Linked DNA regions of Mus musculus: regions 1 and 2 are each linked to region 3. A link is a contact called in public HiChIP or PLAC-seq and Micro-C data. All regions are on one chromosome and are shown on one strand. The core of a region is the stretch at or near the end of the contact, and the rest is flanking DNA. Distances in the headings are between cores, read along the strand shown. Region 1 has its middle 21 kb from the start of Arntl. Region 2 overlaps Micalcl (MICAL C-terminal like). Region 3 overlaps Tead1 (TEA domain family member 1).

Region 1 (3,318 bases), core at 768-3,267, 490 kb after region 3:
CCACCTCCTGTACACAGCTGCTAACTAGTGGGCTTGCTGTAACTTGTACTTAACATTATTACAAACTTAATACTACCCTAAACTGAGAGAGAGAGAGAGAGAGAGAGAGAGAGAGAGAGAGAGAGAGACTCTATTCTGAGTTTAAATGCAGATATTGATGCACCTTGAAACTGTTATCCTCTTAAAATTGAGTAAATCTTTGTGATGCACATGGAAAGCCACACTGGCATGTACAAGGAGGACCACACCCAGACCACCATGTCACAATTCCCTAAAACTTTTATCCACTCTGAACAGAACAAAGAAGACCCTCCCCCATGCCATTCAATGCTGTAAGCTTTTCCAAAGTCCAAGATGGAATAATTGCAGCTCCTTCCTGGGGAATTTCAAGCCCCCCAACCCTGAGAACTGATCGTACAAACTAGTCCTGTACAAGGCAAGTATGGCTGTCAGAAAGGCTGGCAGAGCTCAGCCAGGGAGCCATGAACCCAGTGACCAGTGGAAAGTGCCAAAGAAGCTGACCCTGCCTGAGCAGGAGAGCAGTGTTCTAGGTCCACAGAGTGTCACTGCAGGTTGAAGGGACAGTGTGAAGGAAAGATACAGAGCCTGAAACCACCAATGCTTCCAGGAAGCAGCTGGACCATGTGGTTAGAGGTCCAGGGCATGGCTGGCAATGAGGCTGAGAGTCTATCAGTGTCAAGGACTGTAGGACAGCCTGGCCTGGAAATACCACTGGGTTTTCTCAAGGGAGGGTGTGTACCTTAATTTAAAGGACTCTGAGAGGAGAGAGGTGAGCATATCTGGGTTTCAGAAGAGCCTTCTGCTGCTGGGTGAAATAGCAGAAGCTAGGCAAAACTCTTGTTTGAGACCCTCTGTAGATCTTCGTCCAGATCTTCCCCGTTAGCCCCCAACCTGGTCTCTTATATCATTGACTTTAGATCAGTGCAGCAGAGAAAGCAGAGCCATCCATCACTGCTCATCCCCCACTACCCCGTGGACCTGCCCTATCTCCAGGGATGAGACTCTGGGTAGTGAGGCCATGACCTGATGATGCCCTTGCACACCCCCAAGCCCTGCCAAGGAGAAGCCTTCAGCTGAGACAGAGCTAAGACTTGGCTTCAGAGTCCTTCCCAGAGAAGCCACAAAAAAGCCGACCTCTCACCTGCCCCGGAGACTATCCACTCCCAACTGAGCTATTTCCTAAGCTGTGCTTTCTCACTGACTTAATATTTCAGTTTGGGAAAGCCTCTGCCATTCAGAGGAACAGCCAGAACCTGCAGATAGCCAGACAGCACGTTGAGATGGCACGCTGGTCCCTTGAGACTTTTGGAGAGAAAGATGCCATAATTTCAAGTCACTCACAAAGTCAGTGAATTTGAACCCCTCACAACTCTGAAAACAAGCATGGATCTCTACTTCCAGAGACTGTCCCAATTTCTGCCCACTGTTGTCTGCTGCCCAGTGGCTGCTCTGGGAAAGCGCATCCCACCTAGGTACTGACCCCACTCCACCCACCCAGATGGGGCAACTATCTGTCACATATCAGTTGCTTTGTTTTTCTAATTGTTGGCCTGTTTTGGAAACACTCTCCTAGACTCCTGTGTGAGTCATAGGTTAAGGGGCATGAGTAATTCCTCCGGCACGCCTGGAATAGGAGGGGAGCCTTCCCTTTTGATTTCCGGTCCTAAAAAAAGACAAGCTAGTTCACCCAGAAGGCTAATGAGTTTTGACAGTGAGGGTGGCCTAGCTGGCCTGGAAAGCCACCTTTTGTGCTATAGGGTTTAGCAAAACATTAGTGCCTCCTCTATTTTTCTTTGGAATTATAAAAGGACACCTGTATATCATTTTGCTGGGATGGGCTGAGCCTCTGAGCCCATCCGATGACACTCTGAGCCGTGACACCCGAGGGGCAGAACAACCAGATCTGTTTCTTTTGCTGAGTTGTTGGGAAGGGGGTTGGCCCTCCTCCTACTGGGTTTATTATTGTCAGCAGGGGTGGGGTTTTACCCCCTGCTTACTGAGCAGTGATGATGTGTCCACTCCCGATGGGTGTGGCTCCCTTTGTAGCCAGCACCGACTTCCTGGAGGGAGTGTGATAGAAGAAAGTGACCCCATCTGCCCTGATTCTGAGTGAACTTCAGAAAGGACCAGCTGCTTCGTGGCCTGAGAAACTACAGTGACAAACTACAATGAACTCCAGGGGCCAAATAATGAGGAATGTTCATCGTCTATCCGACATAATTTTGTATAGTTTTTATGTTCTGCAATGGGTACGGTCAGAGGGGAAGATGCAATCTTACTGTTGGTTTACTGGGAATCTTTGTGAGCCCCTTATTTACTGATTGCTTCCTGGAGGCTGCATGACTTTGGGCAAGTCCATTCACTTCTCTTTCCTTGCCTGTGAAAGAGAGTTGACAATAGAGTGGCTGAGGGGTGCGTGTAGGTGATCATAAGCTCCACTCACCACTGTCCCTAGGAAGCCTTGCCATGTGTTGTTGACGCTCACTGCCCTTTTACTGATGCCCGAGATTCCTCAAAACTGTGCTGTGGAGTGATCTAGGCTAAAAGGAAGAATACTGGTCCTGATAAGGAAGGCATTCCATCAAGAAGATACTGGCAGACAATGGTGAATTCACTTGGTTCTCACGTGTCTCTCCAATCTGTTCTCCAGAAAGCACTGACAAGATCTCTGGGTTCTCTATACTTTCTATAAGAGCAGAATAAACGGACAGGTGGAGCTCACTGAGTCTTTCTGAAGGTCAGACTCCTCCCATGCTCTTTGGGCCCCTTACCACCTACCCTGCCTGGTTCTCTACTGGAACCTCCACTTTCTCCACTTTCCCACCAACTGAGTAAGCCCTGCTCATCTGCATAGCTTTGCATGGCCTACACACACACACACAGACACACACAGACACACACAGACACACACAGACACACACAGACACACACACACACACACACACACACACACACACACACACACACACACACTGCTCTATCCAATCACCACAGGTCTCTATTTAAGGTTGCCTCCCCACAGAAGCCCTCCCTGGAAGTCCCTTTGATGTTGTCTACAAGGCCCCTGTTCTGGTTTGGATGTAAAATATCCCCTAAAACAAGGGTTCTCAACTTCTCTAACACTGTGACCCTTTAATACCGTTCCTCATATTATGGTGACCCTCAACCATAAAATTACTTTTGTTACTACTTCATAACTGTAATTTTGCTAATGTTATACATTGTGATATAAATATCTGTGCTTTCCAATGGTCTTAGGTAACTCTTGTGAAAGGGGCATTCGATACGCCCCCCAAC
Region 2 (3,569 bases), core at 190-2,689, 290 kb before region 3:
GAGATCTCCGCAATTGTCCAGTACAGGTGGACCATAGGGTTGGAGCCAAAGGTAATGTTAACCCTGTATTCAAATAGAATATTGTCAGAAAAGAACTGGGCCCTTACAGAGCCTTTCCAGGAGTCGCTCAAATCCAAAATTACTGAAGCAAGCAAATATTTTGGCCTGATTTTTCCCAAATCCATCGAAGGCATTGCTGAAGTCCAATGCTTCCAATGAACAGAACTTGTGCTTCTTTATACCACGAACAGCAGGAGCAGCATCATGGTGGCACAAGAGGCCCCAGGTCCCAGGGTATGACACAGTGGGTTTCAATAACATAGCAAAGCTAGTGCCATAGCTAGGAAGCCAGGATAAAGAGCACAGCAGCCTTTATACCAAGCAGTAAATGAGTGGGTTGTACAGTCCGCTCAGTGTGGGGTTCTGAGCTGCACACAATTCTCTTGTAGAGTCACAGGAGAGGCCCAGGCATAAGATGTTTAAACCTTGTGCTTTGCACACTTAGAAAAGACACACACATGCATATGCTCACACTGCACAGAAGACAGCCTCATTCACAGATATCAGTAGCCATGTGTTACATGTCCCCTCTGTCACAGCTTCAGTGGTTATCCTAAAGACACAGGTGTATCCGGTTTAAGGCCCATGGACTGCAGGAGCCCAAGGACAGCTAGAAATGCAGCCCAGCACAAATCATAAACGTACGCTATGAGGGTGTTTGTTTGTTTGTTTGTTGGGTCTCTCACATGTGTAGTTATCTGGTGTAAACTTTGTAAATGGCAACATCCTGTCACAGTGTCAAAAGGTTGACCACTGACCTCTTTGAGGGCTGTGTTGAAAGACTAGAGATAATCTTAAGTTGGTTGTTTAAAATAAAACAAATAAGTAGAGGAGAAATGATCAGGACAGACAAAGATATGACAGAGGTTTCAAACGGTAAAATCATTGGATCCAGTGAACATGAATCCAACTGTTCAAAAAATAATATAAGCAAGCGTGGCTTTTAGAACCACCAAGCTAAAAATGAAGTAAAGGAAACCTTATGATGTTTTCAATTCATGAGCAAAGTTTATCTGAAAAACCTTAATACCCATGGCCCAGGGCACTGTCTCGGGGCTTTAAGATACTTGCCACCAAGTTTTGTTCTGACAATGAGTTTTGTCCCCAGGACCCACATGATGGAAGGAGAGAACTGACTCCCTCATGGTGTCCTCTGACCCTCACAAGTGTGTGCACACAATAATAAATAAATAAATGTAATAAAAAATTCAACATCTACTTGGGATTTAAAAAAAAAATCTTTCAGCAATAGGACTTAGTCCTGAAACCCTACAGCAAACATCTGTGGATCATCCTTAAAGTATGCAAGGAGCTGTGGGGACAGTTATACTCTAAACTCTGGGGCCTGAGGCCGATCGAGACAGCTGTGAACTGAGCCTGGAGCTCATGAGAAGTCAGAGGACGTGGGTTGACCTGGAGCACAATTGCTAAAGCACTTGCCTGCCATGTATAGACAAAACCCAGAGTACAGAAGGCAGGCCTGAAACCACAGGCACTCTGAGGAAGGTGCCCCACGCAGCGCATTGAGGGTTCCGCCATAACCACTCGAATGCCAGCAAGCACCAGTAAGCATATCCAGCGTGTTAACAAGATTGCAGTGAACAGTAGATTAGCACAGATTCTAAGGAGGCGAAAAAATAGTCACATCTAAAGAATGACTTCTGAGCCAGATGGCGAACAAGAGTGGACCTGGTAAAACCACACACCAATCTGCAAGCAGTTAGGGGCATGGCAGTCCCTCAAGAGGAAAATATACACAAAACCAGAATGGCTTCAAACAGATTGTACACATTTTTGTTGTTGTTGCTATTTTTACATTCAGAAAACAAACAGCTGGACGCTGTATGCCAGTCACGCCCAGGTAAGCAAAGACTAGGGTACACCAGGCTTGGTCACTTGAATTTGATGCTGAGGGTCACTGGATCTCAGTAGAGACTGACGTAATTTGCTTTGTAGTTTTGAGAGCACTCTTGGGGAAAACTAGGTCACTATAAATGACAATTAACAAGTTTGTTTGTGTTAAGCTCTAGTTTGTTTTGGTTGATTGGTTGGTTGGTTGGTTGGTTTTTTGGTTTTTGTTTTTGTTTTGTTTTTTTTCAGACAAAAATCACATGTGGCTCAGGCTGGCTTTGAACCCACAATTCTCTTGCTTCTACCTCCCAAGTGCTGGGGGTGGGCACCATCTTGCCCAGACACTGAGTGTTGATTTCACTATGGCAAGTGAAATCTTTCCAATGTGTCTAAAAAGATCCATGATAAGAATTCAGGAGCAAAGACGTTTGACAGAAGATCCAAGCAGAGGGTAAGAGGAAGAGGAAGAGTTAAATAACTGAGCTGTCCTGGTCATGGCCAGAAGCCACCTTGCCTTCTGGTCACACAGCCCTCCAGGTCAGGAGTCACTGCTCTGTGGAGGAAGGGCTTTGCCTGTGACAGCTGAAGCCACTGGAAAACAATGGTAGACACAGGAAAGCAAGGAACCTGGATAGGCACCATGCATTCGCGTCTTTGTAGATGGTCCATTTCCATTGTATGAGCCGGAAAAGGAAAAGTACCGCTAAGGTGGTGCTGCTGGTGGTTTCAAGTTGTTAGAAGACAAAGTTTTATGTTTTGTTTTGTTTTAACCACCTCGCTGAGTTTTACAGATGAATGGAAACTAACCCTGATGGAGCTGTACACCTAGACACAGGGAGGCAGACTGAGGAGCAAAGGGGCAGTTTACTGAAGTGTTACTATGTACAGAGCATCGTGCTGACACTTCCCCACGCACCTTCTCATTTAGCAGCCCTAACCAACACTCGAGGTAGCACCGCCAGCCTCCTCATTTCAAAACATGGGGAAGACCAAGGCAGAGAGAGAAGAGGTGACTTGGAGAATATCACAAGCCTGATTGACCTAGAAGTCCATGCCCTTCCCCACATACCCACATCGAGAGGTAAAGCTCCCTAAGCTTCGTAGGCCCCACGAGGGCAGAATGTGATAGGGGACAATCGATAAGCAGAAACTGTGGGACAAACCCTTCAGTGCACTATTGGAATTAAGAGAGCAAGATCTCCCCATATCTGACACTGAAAAATCGGGTTTCCTGGTATCTTAGTTACTCTCCTGTATAAAATACCTTGACAAGATAAACATAAGGGTTTATGGTTTCTGGGGGATTGAGTGCATCATGATGGGGAAGGCACACTGGTTGAAAAGGAGTGAAAGCAGAGAGGGGAAGGCATGGTGACTGGTCACATGGAATCTGCATTCAGGAAGCAGAGAATAAACAGGAAGTGGAGCCAGGCTCTAAAGCCTCAAGGCCTGCCCCCAGTGACCCACTTTCTCCAGCCAGCCCTGGCCTCCTAAAGATTCCACAAACTCTCAAAACAGCTAGAGGTCACATGTTCAGCTACAGGAGCCTCCGGGGGACACCTGTAAACCCTTACAAGAAGCTGTATCTGCAGAGTCCCCCAAAACGACTTTGTCTGCTAAAGAACAGAAGGCTTTAAAAAACTGAACCAAAGCCAATA
Region 3 (3,497 bases), core at 982-3,481:
GCTTTTCGTTTAACAAGCCTCTTACTTAACTTACTTTTAGTTATTCCTGCCTCTGCTTCTTGGAAAATGTTTTAGGCCCATGTTGGTACATCACTTAGGTAGAAAAAGGTGTGTGTGTGTGTGTGTGTGTAGGCTTGTTTTTAAAAGAACTAGCTATAATCTCCTCAGAAGTTCAGTTGGTGCTTGGGCTTTCAGCTTTAGCGGATTCTTTCTTGTTGGCAAAACAAAGCCACGGGCAGTGCAGCTCAGCCTAGAAACAGCGGGAGAGGGTAATCCAAAATTAAGGTCTTCTGACTCCACTGAGCTGACCTCCCAGGCCTGGGAAGTCATATCCATTTAATGTCCCCTACTTCACAAACTTCCTTTAATGGCTCTTCTGTGCTGTGGGTACAGTTTACCTGGCTTGTCTCCACCCTTTTACTCCACGGGTACCCAGAAGTAGGTGCAGACCCTCTTAATTCACAAGGCGAGTCTCTGCCTGGAGGGAATTTTCCTTGCCACCCTGTGGCTTCCCAGCACAGTGGAAGCTACAGGAGGCATTGCTGAAAGCTCTCAAGAGAGAACTCTGGATAGGAGCCACTGATGTCACGATATCAGTAAGTCTGATGGAGGAGCCCTGCTGCCCAGCGCCTGCCAGCCCCCTGCACTTTGGCCTCACCTGGTCACCTCCCTATTCTCCACTCTCTCCCATCCAGCCTGTGCCCTTGTTTTCTTCCCTCCCTGCCCCTCTTTCCCTCTGCACCCCAGCTTGTGCTGATATCTGTAAGCGCCTATGAAAACCACTCTCGAAACTTGCCCTGTGTGTGCTTCTTGTTCTGTGTTTGTGTTGGGGAGGAGACCAAAAACAAATCCAGTGGATTTGTTTTGTCTGTGCTGATAAACTGATGGAGATTGTTAGGGGAGCTTCCAGAAGTGCCAGGGTTTCAGTACTAACATTTTTATAATCTATTCATGCATCTATGATGTATTTTGATCATCTGGACTTGCTATGAAACCCTCAACACCCTTCTTATTCACTGAACTTCCCAGAAAGCCCCTCCCTGCTCTGGTGTCTTTTGTGACCCCCTGAGCTTGATTAGGGTTACTTGTGAGAGTAGAGGGGCTGTTGCTTCGCAGATTGTTGCTTGTAAGCCCTGGACTGTATGTTTGCTTGTGTGTGTTTAAGCACGTGTATACATATGTGCCTGTGTGTGTGCAGAAGGGAAAGAAGTCTGGTCAATTAAGAGTAGGAATAAAATTGTAGCCTTCCTGCATACACAGTGGAGTGTTTGTTACCCATTGCTCCTTGGTCAGCTGGCCTCCGGGTCTCTTTCTCAACCAGTTCCCACCAGCCATGTGCTTCTGCATCGTGGGTATATGGAGCCTCAACCTCACATGGGCCTAAATTAAAATATTGCTCTGCTAAATCTATTTTTACATCTAGGGGAATGATGTCTGAAAATAACCCTATCCCACCTGTTATCCACTTTGGGGAAGTTGGGCTGTTGTCAAGTCACAGCCTGTGGATTAAGCTCTGATCACGGGTGCCACGTGATGTTCTTCACTTTCTCTGCCTCTGCCTAAGGAATGGTAATCTGGTGTCCTGTTTATTTTGCCCTAAATAGTCATTTGTACTGTAAGAATGGAGTGTGACTTCAGGTTGGTTTTGAAGTTCCCCAGTCTTTGGGTCAGAAGCATATTAAAGGCAGTGTCTTATCCGTGAATCATGGGATGAGTCAGTTCCTGAAACCACTACAAGCCTCATAGTTCTTGGCTACCAGTAAAAGCAGGAAATCCAGGCTTCAACGACTTCCTTTCCCAGTCCCGGGCTGTAGCGGTGGGGAGGTTCCGCTGCCTGCATGGGTGTCTGAGAAACAAAAGCTCTCGAGTCAATTTGCTGAAACTGTTTATAATTTGTGGTCTCGCTCTGAATCTCAGGCTGTATTGACACTCCCTGATTTGCTGTAGAGCCCTGCACAGCCCAGCCCGAAAGGCACAGACTAAATCCCTAGAATTGCTGCTGCCACTCAGGCCACATGGTGCCAGGGTCCTCACACCTGGGAGCTCAGGAGCAGAGTTCTTTTGTTTATTCCCCTTGTGGGGGAGAGACTGGCTGGCCACAGAGAAACACAGAGAGGGAGAGGAGCAGACAGAAACATCCTCCCAACACACACACACACACACACACACACACAGGAGGTGGGGGAAGCCCAACAGCCTCTCTGCCTAAGCTCTGGCCTGTATCCTGATTTTTTTTTTTCCCCTGCAGTCGACTTCCTGATGCAGAGTCTTTGTGGCTGTTCCTTTTGCAGTGTTCCAGCCAGTCTTCCATTTGTTTCTCGCTTGCTGAATCAAACTGTTTTGTGAACTGTCCTGAAGGAGGGAGGGAGAAACACTGAAGCAGTCGTTTGCGGCTTGCATTTTCCCTCTCAGTAGCCTTCCCTTTGCACAGAGCCAGCGTCCCTGCCAGGAGGAACTCACTCTGTGTGTCAGTGTGCCTTGATGGGATGCTCCCAAACTTTGGAAAGTGTTTGAATGATGAGCTTCCCTCTTTTGGTTCCTTTCATGGTTCCCCTCTGATAACTGGTGTTGGTCGCAGATCTTTGCTGTCTGTCTGTCTGTCTATCTATCTATCTATCTATCTAAAAAATTACCTGAAATCTGTTCTGGGAAATTCTGATTGGATTCTAAAAATAGAGTGGGTCAGCAGGCCAGTGAGAAGCCACTGAGAAATAAATAAATAAATAAATAAATACCAACTGTAAAACTGTCTTTAGGTGGGGGACTGTTTCGAGCTCCTCTCCAACAGCCATTCTGAAAGAGCAGTTGCTCTGTCAGTCCCTAGAAAGAGTAAAATCGGAGCAAATGAGAAAGTTTGCCTAGGTCTTTTTTATTTTATTTTACTTTTGGTGCTGGGGACTGGAACCCAGCACGCAGCTGGGCGGAGGGCCATTTTATGCTTGTGTTTGGGGGTGCATAGGTAAAATTCTGTCCAGCTTGAAGGACTCTGAAAGAGACGGGTTTATTTGATCTTAGGTGTTTCCGATGTCAGCCTGGTACATAACCCCACCCCCTTTCCCTTCATGTTAGGTGAGCTGTGTGGAAACCGTTCTGAAATCTATTTCCCTTCCTCAAGTGGGGTGGATTTGATCTAACCGAAGAGAGGCTTTCACCTCAGGCTGCTTGGGCAGTGAACTGAGATGCAATTGGTTACAATTTGTTGTTACTACTATTTTCTTGCATTAAGCAGAAAACACCCTTCTTTTTTATGTAAATTCCAGGCTGGGGTTAGAGACTGAAATCTTTGTATTGCTTACCATCTGTGGATCTAGTTTTTCATTGGGTCTGAGATTGATTCATTAATTAAAATCAATTTAAATGGATTTGTAAGCCTCCTGTAACAGATTATCTTATTAGCTACCTCACAGAGCAGCTCCTGATCTGTGAGGAATGTGTTTGTTTCTTTAGGTGCAGAAGACACAGAAGACGGACTCTGAAAAGTTCAGTGGTGTTTGTCA

Evidence for each region. Hi-C and Micro-C count contacts between places; a contact is called where the count stands out from the background. HiChIP or PLAC-seq counts read pairs in DNA pulled down with a chosen protein or histone mark.
Region 1: an H3K27ac HiChIP or PLAC-seq map of trophoblast stem cells shows a contact between it and region 3, with 9 read pairs. The contact joins two enhancer-like sites. A contact is called at or near these places in 1 of 484 Hi-C or Micro-C datasets (embryonic stem cells) and 4 of 115 datasets of contacts at active chromatin or transcription factors (embryonic stem cells, extraembryonic endoderm stem cells, pancreatic cancer cells and 1 more).
Region 2: a contact with region 3 is called in a Micro-C map of trophoblast stem cells, with 5 times the contacts expected there. The contact joins two enhancer-like sites. A contact is called at or near these places in 4 of 39 promoter capture datasets (the 3T3-L1 cell line, frontonasal cranial neural crest and liver), 2 of 15 datasets of contacts at CTCF or cohesin (both in the NIH/3T3 cell line), 36 of 484 Hi-C or Micro-C datasets (the AML12 cell line, the HL-1 cell line, the N1E-115 cell line and 24 more), 25 of 115 datasets of contacts at active chromatin or transcription factors (the NIH/3T3 cell line, craniofacial prominence, differentiating embryonic stem cells and 16 more) and 4 of 9 other capture datasets (adipose tissue, embryonic stem cells, liver and 1 more).

Annotation. Positions count from the first base shown.
Region 1 is chr7:113,184,589-113,187,906 of GRCm38.p6, forward strand. It overlaps a transcript of Arntl not described here. Among named protein-coding and RNA genes, the nearest start is that of Arntl, 21 kb to the right of the region's middle. Within about 2 kb of position 2,018, at least 109 of the 459 cell types and tissues checked have an H3K27ac peak or open chromatin away from gene starts, as enhancers often do. A contact at or near this core is called in extraembryonic endoderm stem cells, pancreatic cancer cells and trophoblast stem cells, where this site is marked.
Region 2 is chr7:112,401,897-112,405,465 of GRCm38.p6, forward strand. The region is part of intron 7 of Micalcl (MICAL C-terminal like); the gene reads left to right. All of the region lies in intron 1 of Gm51494 (a long non-coding RNA gene), which reads right to left. Among named protein-coding and RNA genes, the nearest start is that of Gm51494, 11 kb to the right of the region's middle. Within about 2 kb of position 1,440, at least 2 of the 459 cell types and tissues checked have an H3K27ac peak or open chromatin away from gene starts, as enhancers often do. A contact at or near this core is called in trophoblast stem cells, where this site is marked.
Region 3 is chr7:112,695,505-112,699,001 of GRCm38.p6, forward strand. The region is part of intron 1 of Tead1 (TEA domain family member 1); the gene reads left to right. Among named protein-coding and RNA genes, the nearest start is that of Tead1, 18 kb to the left of the region's middle. Within about 2 kb of position 2,232, at least 169 of the 459 cell types and tissues checked have an H3K27ac peak or open chromatin away from gene starts, as enhancers often do. A contact at or near this core is called in extraembryonic endoderm stem cells, pancreatic cancer cells and trophoblast stem cells, where this site is marked.